Linked DNA regions of Bactrocera dorsalis: region 1 is linked to region 2. Evidence: chromatin contacts called from public Hi-C data. All regions are on one chromosome and are shown on one strand. Each heading gives the region's core, a stretch centred on a gene start, on an enhancer-like site or on the middle of the called end of the contact. The rest is flanking DNA. Distances are from core to core; before and after follow the strand shown. Region 1 overlaps LOC105232472 (serine-rich adhesin for platelets). Region 2 holds the start of LOC105232472 (serine-rich adhesin for platelets).

Region 1 (3,346 bases), core at 300-2,799, 39 kb before region 2:
ATACTTATGTAAAGTCTAAGCCTTCGATTCAGGCAATGGAGTAAGACATCATGCGTGTCATTCGCCAGTTACTAGTCGAAATGCTAGAACGAGTCATCAAATATTGAATGCCAAAGAATATTATTTCGACTGATAGAACATTCCTTATTAAATTTGAAGTTTCTGTGTTTTTTGTCAAAAAAAAAGTGGGGAACCTCGAAATGGCTCACACTTCATATTCCTTACTTATTTTACTCATTTTACTTTTTAAGGGTATATGGCCCTTATATAGTCATGGTAAATAGGTATCAATTCGAACTGACTGACTTAAAGAAAAGCTCTTCAGTGTTCGTGAGTATTGAAACAGAACTAAATCGCATTCCATTTCATTTCAATTCCCCTCTTTAAATGATACATAAATGAAATTCTTTGTTGATTACTTAGCCAAAGGCAGGGGCATTCTGAACTCAATTAGATCACAAGTTATAGATGCTCTTATGCACTTACTTATACCCTTGTTTCAGAAATGTGAGTTCATTCATTTGGATCTCAAGTTGAACTTTTACACAGGTATTTGAGATACAATTCTTAAAGACTTGAACGAAGTATTCTTTTTCGACTAAACTATTTGAAAAAAAAGTCGCGAAATTTTTTTTTGTAAAAAATGTCTGCCAAAAATTCAATCTTCAGTTTGTTTCCTTCGTCCAATTTCTAAGTTAAGGTTTTAACTAAAGATAACTTTCCAGAAAGTTTCAGAATTTCTTTGTTAATAGTGTATATTTTTAACAATAAAAAATTCTAAAAAAATATTTAATTTTTTATATGATAAAAAATTGTTGAAAAAATGCTGTTTTTTACACGAGGCAACCCATGTAACCTCTTAACAGCTTTTCAAAGGTAAAATCACCTTCGCCAGTTGATTTAATAAATGGTGATTACTGGTTAACGTAACTAACTCCTTCTTTTTGGAAGCATATATTCAACAAGGACTATTTCCACACCTCTTGAGTTAGTAAAAGACGCCGCCTTTTGTTGTTTGAATCGTTTTATGTGGAAACGCGAAAGTTTATATGACTAAGAGCAGATTACAATTCAGATTGATCTGAGTGATGCGCCCAATTTGCATTACAATACTCTTGTTATTGTTATTTTTTCAATTAACGCCCAGCTTGCCAATCGTGTGACGATATCTCGCCTTACAAAGTACGCAATGTGGGCGCGTGAATTCTGCGAAGTTCCCAGACATGGCGAACAGCTGACAGCGACACATGGAGCTCACAAACGCGAATGTCTAATGAATCACTCAGCTATTTACATATATACTTATATATGCAAGTGTAGTAATTGTTTTCTTTTCAATTTCATGTATTTTTACACCTTTTTGCTGTCTTGCCCGCCCGGTTTGCTTCTACAAACACAAGTAATTGCGCATGCGCTGTTGTTATTGTTATACGTTTTTTTTTTTGTATTTTCTCACTTAACGATCGATTTGCTGTGCACTTATGCATTCGAACAAACGCTCATTCCGATCACGTTCGCCGGAATTAAATGGATCGCGACGCTGTAACTGACCGCCAGTGACGCTCGCCATATGTAAATAGACGGCAAATGTTTGTTTGTCTGCGGCGTTATATGCAAATGCTTGTAAGAGTAGTAGCTGAGATAAATTGAAGCTTTGCAATTGAATCGTTTTACGCCGCGAGCGGTGTAAAATTACACGGGCTTTTGTTTGTGCTTACTTGGAGCCTCTTGTAAATGTATATATATGTGTATGAAGGTATGGAGGTATGTTTTTAAGTGTGTCTATAAGTATGTAACATGATTCGAGCGATCTGAATCGCCAGCTGCAACGCTGTAGCTTTGTCTAAGTGCTTAAACCCACATACATATAAACATAATATGCCTTATATGTGCTTATATCCATATGTATATATGTATGTATATAATTTATATATTTACCTTAATGTATGTATGTATGTAGCTAATAATTTGGTTCAGGTTTCAATTGTAATGCAGTTTAATTTTCCCAGCGTTTGCAGCGTAATTGTTTTACGATCTTTTTATACACAATTACTCTCATGTCTGTGTGTATATGTTGTTGTATTAAAGTGCATACAAACAAAATCACGTATGAAGTGTCAATGTTTTTATGCATTTAATTTATTTATCACTGTTTTATTTTCCATAATTATTATGCATATTTATTACACAAGCTTGCTAGCTGCAGCGCACACATACATACATATGTACATACATATGTATAGATATTTATGCACACAGTAGCTCATAATATGTAGTTGTCTAGGCTAAAAATAATCACGTACTTTTTTATGGTTTTTCGAAAATGTATTTTGATGAACACTCGGCATATTGATGAGCTCAAATCATGTATTTATTTATTTATTAAATAATGTTTTCAATAGCAAGCGGATTCAACTGTATAGAGAGAAACATTTAGGCTGTTCACGGTAAGGTGGTTATCGGGTTATGTGATTATTAGATTAAAAATAACCTCTATGCTCCGTGAGCACCCTATGTTGTATGGTTATTTGCTTATTTTTACACAAACAGCTGTTCATTGTTTACAATTTTAGTTCAATGAAACTCCAACTTATAAAATGCCTAAACAAAGTTTAAAAAGCAAAATAATCGAATTTAAAATAAGTTCTGCTATTCAGGAAATGGACTTTATTGAAGGTATGTGCTCATTAAATAATCCGAATTTTAAGGGTTCAAAAAATTCTTTGTATAAAATTTGCAGACATCTCGCATAATTTGCTGATTGTAAACAAAAAACAGCTGTTAATAGTAGATTTTCCAATAAGAAAATCTAAATGGAAATGCCATTCGCTTAGTTTTATTTATTTTTTGTGCTGCCATTTAGTAAAATTCCAACGACTTTCTAACACTGGAAATAAGCAAACAACCACGTAATCTGTAAACAAGGGCCTAGGTTGGTCAAATTTGGTTATTTTGTCATACCGCATTTTGTTGTTGTTTACTTAATCACATAACCCGATAACCACCTTATCGTGAACAGCCTAATTATTGTGGTTTCAGACAAAAGTCTGAAGAGGTTAAGGTGAATGCTTTAGGAGCAGGAAGAAAATGATCTAAAGCTTAAATCAGCGAAGAGTTAGCCGCAGTTTATTTTTTGCCTTGTTGCTTCTCTATGGAGGCGTCACCTTTCATTGTTGGGTAAAAGCGCTTCACATAATCAATATATTGGGTAGTCGAAAAATAAGTTCTAATCAAACGTAAACTAATTTTTTTTACATTTATATTGAACTATGTATATATGTATGTACATATAACACTGGAGCTTATTGGTGATCTAGTGACAATTGCTGCCTTTTCTGAGTACCTT
Region 2 (3,419 bases), core at 505-3,004:
ATAAGCAGTTTTTTGGGGTGAAACGATGTATGATGTTTAGATCGATATCTCAAACACTGAGGGACTAGTTCGTGTATACAAATGAACGGACGGGCATACAGACGAACACGGTTAAATCGAGCTGAGTTGATGCTGATCATTTATATATATACTTTATAGGGTCTCCGACGTTTCCTTCTGTATATAAAAACTTCATGGCACACTCAATATATCCTGTTTAGGGTATAAAAGCGTCTAGAAGTTAACACCAAAATGTGTACTATTTTTTAAGTGTTAATTAAGACACGTTCCGCTGTCCACGCCGAGACACTTTTTTTCCGAGGGACTGCCGAAATGACAGTGGTGGACGGCTTTTAAATATTTTATATATATTTTTGAAATATAATTATATGTATTAAAGAAAACAACACTAAAAAAATTAAAATATAAAAAAAAACAAATATTTAAGTTAAAAAAAAAATTAATAAAAAATAACCCCAAAAAAAAACGAAATTTAAGAAACCAATAAAACAAAAAAAAAACGAATAAAAGAAATTTAAAAAAATTTAAAGTGTGTTGACATAAATTAATGCCATAAAAAAACAAGTTCTTAAGTAAAAAAACAATAAAAAAATAATAATAAAAATGTATAATACCATAGTAATCACAACTTCTACTTACTTATTTGACATTATCGCTTGAAGATAACGTAAAAAATATCCGTTAGTCGCTAGTATGAAATCTCATTTGGGATATCCGTTTCGTAAATCCACATAAAAATGCTTCCAAAATGATAGAAGTGTTTTTTGATGGAATATGAAGGGTTAGAGTTTTATTTCAATGCCAAGTGCTGTTGCTGAAGTTGATGTGATGTTTAGAACTCGCTTTTTGAGATTTTTTCAGATTTTCGCAGTGCAGGTGTTTTAGTTAAAGTTGAAATTTAGTTACTTATGTTTAGTTGAGACGGTTAGTGAAATACTCTTATTGTTTAATATTATGTGAAGTTTTGAAAATTTAAGTTATGAATGGAAAATGTTGAATTAGTACTGTTATTTTGAAATTTTATTTGTTGTAACTGCAAATTATTTGAGGCCTTTCACTTATTTATATAAAGCATTGCTGACGAATTTGCGTTTGCACACACCTCGAAATGTGTAATTAGCACCTTTTTCATTTCTTGCAGATATTCGTAAATGCCAGCCAGCGGTTTTGAGACGCAATTGCTTGCACAGACGGCCAAATTTAGTGACTGAGCCAGTTGAGGAAGACTACACAAGCGATTTAGCACACGAAATAATGGCAATAACTGTTAATTTGACATATGGAAGTGTTGTGTATATAAAAAATAAGCTTAGCACAAACTTAGTTTAGTTGTTATACAAAATAATTATTATAATATTCACACTTATTGATATATTTTGCACATTTTTTAGTTTTTTATTTACATTTTTTTAACGATTTATCTTTGCTTTTGAGCTTTGAAACACTATTCTTCACTTATTCAATATTTTCTTATTGGATTTCTCACTTCTTAAACAATTACTTTTATGCTTAAGCGTCAGCACACGGATCTGTTTAAGCATTTTTCTGCCTCGAACACGTCGCTTTCAAGATTTATGTACTATATGCACTATGTATGTGTTTGCTTCGTGCTGCATGGCACTCTCGTACCCGCGCTCGCGCATTCTATTAGATCTAAATACAAAATTAACTTCGCGGCTACGCGGCTACGTGTTCCGAAAATCAAGTTGCGCTTAAGTTCAACGTTAAAAAGTAACTGAATTCCGAGTAAACGCTCGAACCGCTGAGCACTGCATTGGTAAGATCGATCGTACGCTGAAACACTCTCCCGGCGCGGCGCGACGCGGCGCACTTTCTTAACACGAGACTTACCTTGCTTCAGCTGCTACGGGCCGCCCGAAAAGACCGGCTTCAACAAGTCTAGGCGCGTTGCCCGCTTGTTGGCTGCAAAGAAAGACGAGCATAAGACAATACACAAACACCAACACACCGCAACATTGTTACCTTGCACTTCCCGCGCGGGTCCCCCGTATGTCATAATATGCTCAGTTGTGACGAGTTGGCTGCTGTCTGACTGGCTTTACCTGTGGCTCCGCGCACACCTTTGCATTCGCAACTGTGTTCGTTCGTGTTTGCGCTCAAACATGTTCGTTCGGCCTCAAGCGCAGCTTTGGTTTTGTGGTCGTGTGGGGCTTTGTGACACGCCAAGAAACTGGTTGGTTGGCTTAGACGAAAAGCGGTCGTGTTTAAGTGCGCCACACATTGGATATTCCTGATTCTTAAGCATAATTCTTGCAGTCGGTACGTGCCACACTAATAGCCATCGTGGCTCACGAGGTACGAGAAATCGATGACATTGACTTTTTGGTAGCTACATACATACATATGTGTGTGTGTAGATGTTGGTGTGAGAAGAAAAAAGCAAAAAAATGATAAATCGTTAGAATCAAAGAAGCAGTCGGTAATTCGCTTGAGTTTGGCCCAGTCTTAGCCAAAGGCAATGACACGGCAAAGACTTCGTTAGCGTAATGGAAGAATTAATATAATGGCAAATAAGAAGCTGAGAGCATAACTTAATGGACTATGAAGCTGTATGAAATTGAAGTTCATCAAACAAATTTTGAATATATTAAACTTAATTGAGATAGAAAATACCTCATAGCTGTACAACGGTTCAGTCTTATAATCAATATTGAAGGATACGATAATTAGCAACTCTGCTTTTACCTATAGGAATGGACAGTTCGAACAATGAGCTGGCAAGCACACATTCTCAAGCTATATCCAGACATTTCAAAAACCGTTATTGAGAAACGACCGTGGAAATTTCATTGCCTACTAAGATCTTCTAAGGAGAATCGTCCGTAGAGATTTAATTTCCTTCTAAGATCTCACCAACCACTTAGTATAAAAATCGTGCATTAAGATGTCATTGTCTCCTGAGATCTCACCAATCGCTTCTAACATTATGGTTTATATAATAGTAGTTCCAAGTTAGACAAAATGATATACGATTTCGAAGTTATGACTGTCAACAGTAATGTGGGAGCCCAGTCGCGAGTGCGACGACTGTTTGTTTGATGGCGGGAGATAATTAGTATTGCCCTCGTTCACTACCAGGGATCGCCTCAGATGTTACTAAGATCTAAAGGCAGGTTGAGAGATTTCGTATGAATATTGCGCTCTAGTCAGAGGAATAAAATTTTGAGGTATATTTAGGGAACAAGAATAGGTTAGGTTAAGAGGTCAATATTAACAGGGATCTCACTTGGACAGCTTAAAACTCTTAGATAAAGGATCATAAAACCTTTACAAATCGACAAAGCGCTTTGAGCCGATCACAAATTCGTTGAGCTGGCCAAGGTCAGTTTTGGATATGACTTCTGGTTCGCCGAAGGTAAGGCTGGACAATGGAGCAG

Evidence for each region. A called contact is a pair of places that touch in the nucleus more often than the background predicts.
Region 1: a contact with region 2 is called in a Hi-C map of whole body, with 4 times the contacts expected there. The contact joins the enhancer-like site here to the promoter of LOC105232472 in region 2. A contact is called at or near these places in 2 of 2 Hi-C or Micro-C datasets (both in whole body).

What each region holds. Positions count from the first base shown.
Region 1 is chr1:2,719,479-2,722,824 of ASM2337382v1, reverse strand. All of the region lies in intron 1 of LOC105232472 (serine-rich adhesin for platelets), which reads right to left. Among protein-coding and RNA genes, the nearest start is that of LOC105232472, 39 kb to the right of the region's middle. Within about 2 kb of position 1,549, the one cell type or tissue checked has open chromatin away from gene starts, as enhancers often do.
Region 2 is chr1:2,680,666-2,684,084 of ASM2337382v1, reverse strand. LOC105232472 (serine-rich adhesin for platelets) reads right to left here and starts at 1,754. Exons shown (of 9, transcript XM_049458687.1): 1 at 1,124-1,754.